Regions from separate parts of the Mus musculus genome. Here all the other regions are linked to region 3. A link is a contact called in public Hi-C and HiChIP or PLAC-seq data. All regions are on one chromosome and are shown on one strand. Each heading gives the region's core, a stretch centred on a gene start, on an enhancer-like site or on the middle of the called end of the contact. The rest is flanking DNA. Distances are from core to core; before and after follow the strand shown. Region 1 overlaps Gm27162 (predicted gene 27162). Region 2 has its middle 24 kb from the start of Gm27166. Region 3 has its middle 3.8 kb from the start of Gm31871.

Region 1 (3,834 bases), core at 1,329-3,828, 330 kb after region 3:
CTAAGCAATTGCAGACCGTCAGAGGTGGGGGAAGCCCTGAGAATGCTTCTCTTCCAAACATCACATTTTGCACCCAGAGAAGGCAAGCATTTGGGAGCCAGAGACTTTGGGCTCCCAGAGTGATCAAGGCTGGCTGCCTTCCAAGTCCCCAGGCTGCCATACCTGTGACATGGGCTGCAGGCCTGTCCCTTCTTTTATTGTCTGTATCAGTTGGGACAAGAAGGTTTTATAGCCTGATGCCCTTGTCACCCTTTCCTACTTCTTGTTCTTGTATTTAGTTTCAAATCTGGCTGTGACCCTTGCTGGAGGGGTCACTGGAAGTGACAGGGAAAGAGAAAAATAAGCCTGGTCACGACCCAATCAGTGCACTCCATTTCCCAGGGTTAGAGCCTTTTTACAAGGCAGAGAGGTGGAAGGGGGTAGGGACAGAGGTGAGATTTAGGGAAAAACAAAGATGGCTATCTCAACACCATTCATTCAGGAGTTAGATACAATGCTAGTGGCCCATTTTGGGATCAGAAATCTGGTAAGAGCATGGTGCTAAGGCACTATCTGCATCAAAAAATGGTTCTGAGAATTCTTACTTAACTTTTATTCATCCATTGGTCAAAGTAGGAAGACAGTAATTTAAAACAAAAGAAAAGAAAAGAAAACACACACACACAAAAACAAAACAAAACAAAACAAAACAAAACAAAAAAAAACCAACGATCATTAGGCACAGTTTAAACCTAGTGGTTCTTAAAGTTTAGATGTGTTGAAATGTGGCATCTTGGTCACTTGCCAATATCCTACATCCCAAAAGTTTAGTGTGAAATCCAGGAATGTGTTTTTCTCATTCTCTCTGTGTGTATGTCTCTGTCACTCCGGTGTGTGTGTGTGTGTGTGTGTGTGTGTGTGTGTGTGTGTGTGTGTGTGTGATGTGTTAAATAAACCTTTTTGTGATTAGGGGAAAATAAATTTATATTTGTAAAGAAATTGCAGATATTAGTTTTAGAATATTATATATAACCTTAACCCTTAACCACTTACCTTGAATTTTAAAAAGAGATGTAGCCATTTATTTGTATATGTGTGTGAATGCCTGTGCATATGTGGGTGCATATGCCTGTACACATTCCCTGGTCAGGTAGGAGTGTCAGATCCTTTGGAGTTAGATACTGGGCATTTGCGTGTTGCCTGCTTGTCACCTACGTGTAGGGATCCAAATACTGGTGTGACAGCTTGCACTCTCTAATGCCTTCTTTCCAGTCCTCTTTCCCTAAGTTTTAAATTATACATGAAATTAAATTTACTGCCTTACCATTTTACAGGGCCTAAATCCGTGGCACTGAGTGCATGACAGTGTAATGCAGCCACTGCCATGGTCATCTGCAGATCTATTCTATATCACATCCCCAAACTGAAACTCTGCACTCATGTAATACCAACTCCCAATTCTACCCATCTACACAGTGCCTGGTAACTAACTGCCATTCTATTTTCTTCCTGTACATGTTGAATTAATCTTCACACCTCTTCTGAATACCTGATCTATGTAGATTCTTGCAGTGTTTGTCCTATAGGATATGACTTATGTCACTTAGCAAGGGCCCGCTTATTCAGGTGGTATCTACCGTGTCCTGCCACTGGTACAGACCAGAAGACTCACACTTTGGCTTTGCTGGGCAAGATGTGTGTTTCTCTTGAGGAAGCACTTCTTTGGGTGATAGTGGGTGACCTAATTATTTAATGTCCTGGATTTTTTTTTTTCTTGCCTAAGTAAAACACCAATGTTGGTAGTTTCTGAAGACACTGTTGTGAGTCTATTTCTTTATTTACTCAACTCATTTTTTTTTATTAAGAACCACACACTTCCTAGGCTTTACTTGACCATGAAGTTGCTCATGGCCATCATTAGATTCTTTTTATTATTATTATTATTTTTTTTTTAGATATACACTGCCTAAAGAAGAAATGCAAGGTGTAAGCACACCTGTTTATTTTCATTTTACAATTATTTTGCTCATGAGTTTGACAAAATCATGAGGACTAGCCTCCATGCAGCCATATTAATTTCTTATAAGACACCAGAGGTGTCTTAGAGGACTGTGTGCCTGGAGACAGTGGAAGGAGGGAGCTAAAGGCCTTTCCATGTTGGAGAAGGGTTGGCTCCTGTTGTTCATGCAGACTATGTTCTCCAAAAGTATTTTTAGCTGAGTGTTTTCACAGGAAAGCTTTTGGAGCAAATGTAAAATGTGTCCAACAGGTACCTCCATGACAAGGAGATGCAGTCTGCGGGCCTGCCTTTCAGAGTAAAGGAGCTGAAACCAAAAGCAAAGGCCACAGGTGCTGCAGACAAGGGTAGCAATAAGAAGTGAGAGGCGTTTGGAGTGCGGAGGAACTGGACTCAGATCTGGTTGGTATTCTATTAATCTCCAGGGTCCTTAGCTACAGAAGAGGCAGTCATGACTTCAGTCTCAGAATATCTTTCTATCTTCTCAGAGAGATGTCAATTCCTGGGGACCCCCTTGTGGTATCCCTGACTCAGAAGGAAACTCATCAGTTACTATAGCACACCATCACAGACCACTTCCTGAAAGACTTTGGGTTTTCCCTAGAAGGCTCTTGTTCATGTACAGCCCTGCCAGGAACAACTGGGGACCAATAGTGGGGCAGCCTAACTGAAACGGTGACCTGATTTTTAACAAATATACACACAGCACAGTACACAAAGATAGCCACTGGGACAAGAATAGAGCTGCAGAGGAGAACTGATTTCTCCTCTCTCTAATCCCCTCTGCCACTCTCCATATGTGCATATGTGTGTGAGCATGCACACGCACACACACACACACACACACACACACACACACACACACAGACCCATGTCCACAGTTTGTTGTTTATGTTTTAATTTGTGCATCCTAAGTAGATACAGAAAGAAGAAAACCAAAAAATAACCTAGACCAGGAGAAGAAAGAAACCAACCATAACAAGGTTGCTAATGTTTTGATTTCATGTGATCTGGGATAAAAGGTATCAGGTGGAGGTGGGTTCTGTGGATGCCTCCATTTAGGAAGAGATGAGCAAAAAGAGTAAAAGCATTTCTTGTTTGGTGTCTTAGAATTGTCAATACGCTGGTAGTATTGTAAATCTGCAGCTGGGAGCAAAATGCTCTGAAAATCTTCTCATGATAGAAATCTGTAGAGCACACGCCTAAGAAGACACAGATGCACAGGCTGGTGAAGTTACTTTGAGCTTTAGCACTGCCTGGGTTTCTGAGCAGTCAAGACAATTACAGGAATATGAGAGGTTATAGTTTATTCATCATATTAAGAACATGTCTTTTCGTCTTTGTTGGTATGAATCCAAGTTATAAATGAATTTTCTGAATTTAGTATATAATCATGGAGGTAATTTTAAGATAGAATGAGTTACTTAATAATGTTTGTAAAGTTGAAACATTTAAATATTATATAAATTTATTTAAATAGTCAACAGTTACATTTAAACATAGTTTACTGTATTTTGTTACAAGTGTGTGTGTGTGTGTGTGTGTGTGTGTGTGTGTGTGTACGCGTGCCTGCATGCCCAGGTACACATGTGTAGATCAAAGGACAATGTGTGCAGTCAGTTCTGTCTTTCCACCACATGGGTTGTCAGGCATGGGGACAGATGCCTTTAGCCATTGATTCGTCTCACCAGCCCTTATTTATTAGTTTTTGCTATATCAAGTGTTGGATCCAAGCCAAGACTATAAGCCAAAAACTTAGCTGTTGCTTCTTAATCATCTGCTTGATAAAAAACCATCAAGATTAGCCTAGCTGTTACTCCTTCTCCAGTAACACTAGT
Region 2 (3,527 bases), core at 186-2,685, 420 kb after region 3:
CTGGATTAGGTTAATTAGGTATAAAGATCTACCTTAACTGTGGCTAGCACCATATCATGGACTAGAGGCCCAGGGTGAATAAGAAAGGAAATCAAACCAAACACTAGCATTCATTCCTCTATGCTTTCTGTCTGTGAGTGAAACCATCTGTCTCAAGTTCCTGTCACCACAACTTTCTCATCATGGGATATCCTTCCTTCTTTAAGTGTCTTTCACTAGGTGCTTTGTTGCATAATGAGACAAGTAACTAAAGCAGGCTCTGACCTCAGAGCAGAGTTATAAAACAATGTGGAATCAAACTTTAAACAGCTCTTTGTCCTTGTGATTCTCTGTTCTTCATAAATTGGAGCAAGGCTCTTATCTAGGCTCAACATGATTATATCAAGTTAGGCATAATTATGACCTGGTTACTGTTTTAATTTTGAAATTAAGTATAATGGAAGGAGATTCAATTTTCTGTCAGGTTGACAAGGGATCGATTTGTGATGGCTATTATTGATTGTCAACTTGACCACATCTGGAATGAACTAAAACCCAAGCATCTGGGTATGCCTATTAGGGGTTTTTCTCGATTGAATCACTTGGGGTAGTTATCAACCTTTGGTCTGGGCCACACCTTCTGGTAGCAGCTAACAAGACATGAAGAATAAAGCCCCTTTTCTCTGTCTGCTTGCCTTTACTCTGGCTGGAAATTCCATTCCGTTACTGGTATTAGAGCCTACTTCTTTGGGATTCCAGTGTATACTGAAGACCATGTGAGACAACCAGTCTCAAGGTCTGAGCAACTACTGGATTTTGGACTTTCCTTCTGGAGACAGTATTATTAAGCATAGTGAGACAAGGTCTGTAAGCTACTCAAATACACACCATATTTGTTCTATCACATTGGTTGCTTTAGAGAATCTTGATTTATACAGTTTGCTTGCTTTGTTTTTTACTTCTTTAGTATCTGCTTTGATATACAATGTCTGCTCAACAGAACCAAATGGTTCCTTCACATACTTCACATCATTGAAGCAGTAGAGCTGGTCTTAACTCAGATAGAGGGAGTAGAGTGCTCACTTAACCCTCTGGCTTCTCACCAAAAGGCTTTTTTTTTTTTTTTTCCTATGTGGGTCTGAAAATACCTGTCTTTGAGAGCAAAACTTAGGGAAATAATAACTTTTCATGATTATGTTTCTATGCACATAAATAACCAAACTTTTCACTGGAAACTATGCCATTAATGTTTCTGCCTAGGTAGATATTAGACATGGAGGAGGAAAGAAATGAAGCCCATGCTAGATGGAGCTGCTTCCTGGAGAGCTTGGGAAGAAGTCTCCTCTGATCTTGTTCTCTAAGAATCTCCATCCCATCCCGACTGGGGTTAAGGTAATGGCATACATATCAGCTTCATTCCATTTTGCTTTCAGTTTTAAGTCTGACCCTTGACCCTGGACTCTGAACCAGAGCTCAATTATTTACCAGTGTTCTTGTTGAAGAGCCCACATAGCCAAAAGGTCCCAATGACAGCTGAGTTTCTAGTATGGGCTTAATTACCTCTAATCCATCTCCTGTGCTTTGACACAGAGTCCTTGGGGAAGTGCCCCCCCCCCACCTCTCTAAATCAGCATGAGCATGGAGGTAAGAGGACAAATTGAAAGTCACCCCCCAAAGGTCGAAGGCCTGTGAGGTGAGCAAAATGTGGTTTTGCAAACACCCACACTTCCTTTGCACCACAGTTTAAATCTTGCCATATTTGGCTCATTTACCTCTGTCCTTCAGAGAGAGATTTAGTGTACAGCAGTGAATGTGTGGAGAGTATCTGACGGTGGAAGATTCTGGCATATTTTCCAAGTCTTTCAGACTAGAGTGGGCATCCTTTGGAAATCTGGACCATCAGATCATTGACTTGTGGGTGGAACAGGTCTCCATAATCATTGGGCATCTCAAGACCCTGGCTTTGTAACTGCCCCTGCTTTTGAGCATTGGCATCCTCCCAGCATTTTGTCAGTTTTCCTTACACTTCTGTATAATGTCATAAATTGGGTCACTTTAATGCCATTAAAACCAGATTTAAGGAAACTAAGAGGTATAATCCAAAGTGCACTTTTTTTCTTTTCCATTTTTTATTAGGTATTTAGCTCATTTACATTTCCAATGGTATACCAAAAGTCCCCCATAGCCACCCACCCCCACTCCCCTACCCACCCACTCCCCCTTTTTGGCCCTGGCGTTCCCCTGTACTGGGGCATATAAAGTTTGCGTGTCCAATGGGCCTCTCTTTCCAGTGATGGCCGACTAGGCCATCTTTTGATACATATGCAGCTAGAGTCAAGAGCTCCGGGGTACTGGTTAGTTCATAATGTTGTTCCACCTATAGGGTTGCAGATCCCTTTAGCTCCTTGGGTACTTTCTCTAGCTCCTCCATTGGGAGCCCTGTGATCCATCCATTAGCTGACTGTGAGCATCCACTTCTGTGTTTGCTAGGCCCCGGCATAGTCTCACAAGAGACAGCTACATCTGGGTCCTTTCGATAAAATCTTGCTAGTGTATGCAATGGTGTCAGCGTTTGGATGCTGATTATGGGGTGGATCCCTGGATATGGCAGTCTCTACATGGTCCATCCTTTCATCTCAGCTCCAAACTTTGTCTCTGTAACTCCTTCCAAGGGTGTTTTGTTCCCACTTCTAAGGAGGGGCATAGTGTCCACACTTCAGTCTTCATTTTTCTTGAGTTTCATGTGTTTAGGAAATTGTATCTTATATCTTGGGTATCCTAGGTTTTGGGCTAATATCCACTTATCAGTGAGTACATATTGTGTGAGTTCCTTTGTGAATGTGTTACCTCAGTCAGGATGATGCCCTCCAGGTCCATCCATTTGGCTAGGAATTTCATAAATTCATTCTTTTTAATAGCTGAGTAGTACTCCATTGTGTAGATGTACCACATTTTCTGTATCCATTCCTCTGTTGAGGGGCATCTGGGTTCTTTCCAGCTTCTGGCTATTATAAATAAGGCTGCTATGAAGACAGTGGAGCATGTGTCCTTCTTACCAGTTGGGGCATCTTCTGGATATATGCCCAGGAGAGGTATTACTGGATCCTCCGGTAGTACTATATCCAATTTTCTGAGGAACCGCCAGACTGATTTCCAGAGTGGTTGTACAAGCTTGCAATCCCACCAACAATGGAGGAGTGTTCCTCTTTCTCCACATCCACGCCAGCATCTGCTGTCACCTGAATTTTTGATCTTAGCCATTCTGACTGGTGTGAGGTAGAATCTCAGGGTTGTTTTGATTTGCATTTCCCTGATGATTAAGGATGTTGAACATTTTTTCAGGTGCTTCTCTGCCTTTTGGTATTCCTCAGGTGAGAATTCTTTGTTCAGTTCTGAGCCCCATTTTTTCTGCAAGGCAAAAGACACTGTCAATAATACAAAAAGACCACCAACAGATTGGGAAAGGATCTTTACCTATCCTAAATCAGATAGGGGACTAATATTCAACATATATAAAGAACTCAAGAAGGTGGACTTCAGAAAATCAA
Region 3 (3,848 bases), core at 814-3,313:
CAGCCAGCTCGGGGAGTTGTGAGCTTTGTCTAATTTCCCAGCTGTAAATCGACTCAGCTGCTGAGGTTTGGAGGAATCCATTACTATATCCATATTGGTCCTTAACGTGCAAAGGGCTGTTTACTTTCCTCTGTGTTCACACTGTCTGTTCAGGTAACAAGAGGCTGAGCCCAGCCCCACAGAGTCAAGAGCAGTCCCCTGACTCCCTACACAGTTAAGGATTTACCCGTGTGTAATGGCTGAACCTTATTTGAGCTGGGGCATAGCTTGATGATTCCATTTGGGGACATTGTTATGGACATTTGAAAGTAACAAAGATGCTAGAAAGAAGTCCAAGACTCTCCTCTGACACTTGTCACTTCTTATGGCTCAGTTGTCCATCACAAGGTGCACCCAATATGACTGATGAACATTAGCTGCCCTTAAACATTTTAAATGATTTCAAGGAGAACCGAGGAACACTATTGTTAACATCCAATTAATTCACTTGTTTTTGTTTGTTTGTTTTGTTTTTTTGTTTTTTTTGTAATTTTTTTTGTTTTTTTGGGTTGTTTTTTGTTTTTGTTTTTGTTTTTTTGGTTTTTTTGCTTTGTTGTAAGTCATCTCTGAACTGGATTCTAATAGAACCCAAAATCCCATGGGATGAGGATAGAGATTTTTTTTCCCACCAGCTTTAGATGAAAAGAACTTACCTGCCTCCCTAGACTGCCCTTGTGGTCATTACTGCACCCAACAGTCTTGAGCAAAGAAGTGACAAATGGTGTCTTAACAGAGAAGCCAAGGGTCTCTGGGAGGGGCGTAGCCAACCTCTTCCTTAGTGAGGGTTCTGAAAGCCCACCTCACTCATGTTCCTTATTCTCGGAAGAGGAGAGCTCTGCTTTAAACATCATCAGGAGGAGGAGCCTTAGAAGCGCAGAGGAAACCTTCCCATACCACTGTTCCCACCTCAGCGGGAGCCCTGTCGTGTGTGTGTCCCCCCCCCCCCCAGCATGCGTCCTCCTTAGACCTCGGCACACTCTCTGCTTCAGTGCTCCAGAGAAGCTCACACAGCGCCTCTTCTGCCAACGTTCTAGTGCTTATATATGGGGGCCCCCTCTTCGCTGCAATGCCACGCTCTAGCATGCATGATACCCTCTCTTCTGTAGTCATCTCTAAACGTCTAGGGGGAAGGGTTCGTGTCTGCCCATCTCTGTCCTTAGCAGCTCCTAGGCAAAAGGCTGGGCGACCAGGAAGGTTTCTCTTAACTCACGATAGTCCAGAACTCAGAAGGCAGAAGAGACTAGGAGGGGCTGCCTATATGCTGGCCTCTGTTTTTTATCAGCATCTCAGGAGGAACGGGTAGTTGGCTACATTGTACCACGTGCATATGGCCAGCAGGGGTCGCTACAAAGCAGAGTTCGTGTCTTTGTCAAGGGATGGAGCCAGTCAGTAGGAGGAGAGAGGCCTTTAGCTGAAAGAATGTTCTTGCTTGAACTTCTGTTCTAAGAGGTCTCTTTCTGAAGAAAAAATGCCCTTTAAATGTGGCTTCCCCTATCCACAAAGACGACAGACTTTTCAGCTCTGTCCTCCTACCCCAAACTTACCTAGCCTTTTCATAAAAATGCACCATGCCCAGAGGGGCTCACTTTTTAAAGAAACACGAATAGCATATCTAGGTAGGAAGTGCTTTCGGAACTGATTGCCCCCTCCAACTTCTGAGGGTAAATACCAATAAGGAATTTTGAATAATAAAAAAATACTAAGAATTTGTAGTTAGGGTATATTGATATATATATTTTTAAAGTCAGATTTGGACAGCATGCAGACTGTCCAAATATCATTTACTGGTTTTTTACATTGTCAATATGACATTTCATTCCTGTATTCTTCCCTCACGATGAGAAAATATCATACACCTGTCAGACAGCATTATCAAAACAAGAATAAACATTGTTGAGGGTATGGGCAATTGGAACCTTTGCACTGTTGATGGGGATGCAGAAAGATGCCGCTGCCATGGCAACCTAAAACTAACGGAGACCCAGGGAAGAATCTGCTCCAGGGCCTTTTCCCAGAGGAGCTGACGTCAGCATCTTGTAGAGAACTAGCACTGCATTTTCATGGTTCTTACAGCATCGTTGACAGTGGCTAAGGGGTGAAAAATAGCCTAACTATTTTTGACAGCTAAATAGAGCAATCAAATGTGGTAGATACTTACAACAAAATATTGTTTACCTTTATCAATGAAAGAAGCCCTATTGCACGAGACAGCACAGATGGACCCAAGGACCTGCCTCTTCTGGAAATGACCTATCAAGAACCAGAGTCTAACTCAAGTTCCTATTAATTATTTTATGCCAGGCCAGCCACACTGTTTCTTCTTTGCTCTCCCAGCAGAAGGGCAGTCTGCCAGTGAGCAGGAGTCCTATGCGCAGGGTTGTTGGGTCTCCAGGCCATACCACCCGGACTCAAGCCTGCCTGTGCCAACTATGAGATGGGGTAACTATCAACTCACCATGGGCCTGGTTTCTTGTTGTTATAAAGTAGATAATAATACACCATAGATCACAGGGTCTGTGAGAATGAAATAGTTCGGTGCATGTTGAGAGCAAATAAATGGCAAGGAGAGAGAGAGAGGGAGAGAGAGAGAGAAAGAGAGAGAGAGAGAGAGAGAGAGAGAGAGAGAGAGAGAGAGAGAATAGACAGCCCCCCACCCCCCCAGACATGGCTCTGTACACTCTTCAGCCTGGCCTGGGATACTTTATCTGTAGTAACTGGGTGTGTTGTTATAGTTCTCTAAACACTACTGTGTAACAGCTATCTACACAGCGGTTACGTTGTTTAAAGCATTTGGAACCGGGTATGGACTTTACTCTTTGAGAGGCCTGGGTGGTGGTCCTAGAACCAATTTCCAAAAGAGAGCAAAGGATGCTCCTATCTTAATGCTCATAATATTTTATATCATGTAAAGAGAGAAACTGAGTCAAAGAGGCTAAGTAACAACCCTGTGCGGGACTTGAATCCAAGGCCTGTTTAATGCCTAAGCCCAACCCCTTCTCAACTGTGTGGCGGGAGCACCCACATCTGCACGGTGTGTCTGGACTGGATGACTAATGCAGCTGCTCGGTTTTGTTACACAGGGAGCAGCGGATCCTGCCTACGTGGGAACTTACCCTGGCTGGCCAGGCATGCTCTAGACACCGTATCCTCTTTTCCTGTACCTCTCCTTCTTGGCCTTAAGAGGGCGCCATTGAGCCATGTTCTTCAAGTTCCAGGCTACTACACTCCACAGTACAATTTGAAATTTCACAGGATGAGAAAGACAAACTCAAAGGGCTGAAACGCTAACTGCTGAGACTTTTATCTTTGTGACAAAACAGATCTCAAAAAACAAACTCGCTCTACTGCAGGAACCAGAGGACTTTTCAGAAGTCAAGGTTATTGCAACCTGTGGTTTTTCCTTTGTTTTGCTCAGCGTACTTGATAGAGAAAGATACAAAACGGTCTTAAAACAAAACAAAACACAAAAAGCAGCAACAAGACACACAGCAACTCTGAAGACAGCGTCAAGGGCAGGCGGCAGCTTTAACCTTGTCAGGGAAGGTGTCTTAGAGCTTGTCTCTCCATGACAGGATAAAACAAATGTTTAACTCCTTTTAATGCTAGCAGGAATGCAGCCTGCCAGGGAACACAGCAACCCTGGGAAGTAATTAGAATTATTTTTCCTTTGCTTATTCACCAAAGCTGAGTTTCTAAATTGAGTGTCTTCCCTAGGTAGCTGTCACCAGGAGAAGCCAACTGTCTCAAAATGCCAGCCTTTATCCACCTGGGGCATTACCACATCCACTTTGGGATCCTCGAGCTGGCTC

The links. A called contact is a pair of places that touch in the nucleus more often than the background predicts. HiChIP or PLAC-seq counts read pairs in DNA pulled down with a chosen protein or histone mark.
Region 1: a Hi-C map of CD8 T cells shows a contact between it and region 3, with 5 times the contacts expected there. The contact joins two enhancer-like sites. A contact is called at or near these places in 4 of 15 datasets of contacts at CTCF or cohesin (the NIH/3T3 cell line, large pre-B cells, stem cell-derived epiblast-like cells and 1 more), 17 of 484 Hi-C or Micro-C datasets (CD4 T cells, CD4 single positive thymocytes, CD8 T cells and 7 more) and 19 of 115 datasets of contacts at active chromatin or transcription factors (CD4 T cells, CD4 single positive thymocytes, CD8 T cells and 13 more).
Region 2: a BATF HiChIP or PLAC-seq map of CD8 T cells shows a contact between it and region 3, with 6 read pairs. The contact joins two enhancer-like sites. A contact is called at or near these places in 2 of 15 datasets of contacts at CTCF or cohesin (the NIH/3T3 cell line and pro-B cells), 7 of 484 Hi-C or Micro-C datasets (CD4 T cells, Th1 cells, embryonic fibroblasts and 2 more) and 3 of 115 datasets of contacts at active chromatin or transcription factors (CD8 T cells, Th17 cells and Th2 cells).

Annotation. Positions count from the first base shown.
Region 1 is chr9:32,913,278-32,917,111 of GRCm38.p6, forward strand. The region is part of intron 1 of Gm27162 (predicted gene 27162); the gene reads right to left. Among named protein-coding and RNA genes, the nearest start is that of Gm27162, 14 kb to the right of the region's middle. Within about 2 kb of position 2,579, at least 31 of the 459 cell types and tissues checked have an H3K27ac peak or open chromatin away from gene starts, as enhancers often do. A contact at or near this core is called in CD8 T cells and regulatory T cells, where this site is marked.
Region 2 is chr9:33,006,221-33,009,747 of GRCm38.p6, forward strand. No RefSeq gene overlaps it. Among named protein-coding and RNA genes, the nearest start is that of Gm27166, 24 kb to the right of the region's middle. Within about 2 kb of position 1,436, at least 21 of the 459 cell types and tissues checked have an H3K27ac peak or open chromatin away from gene starts, as enhancers often do. A contact at or near this core is called in CD8 T cells and Th1 cells, where this site is marked.
Region 3 is chr9:32,588,733-32,592,580 of GRCm38.p6, forward strand. No RefSeq gene overlaps it. Among named protein-coding and RNA genes, the nearest start is that of Gm31871, 3.8 kb to the right of the region's middle. Within about 2 kb of position 2,064, at least 9 of the 459 cell types and tissues checked have an H3K27ac peak or open chromatin away from gene starts, as enhancers often do. A contact at or near this core is called in CD8 T cells, Th1 cells and regulatory T cells, where this site is marked.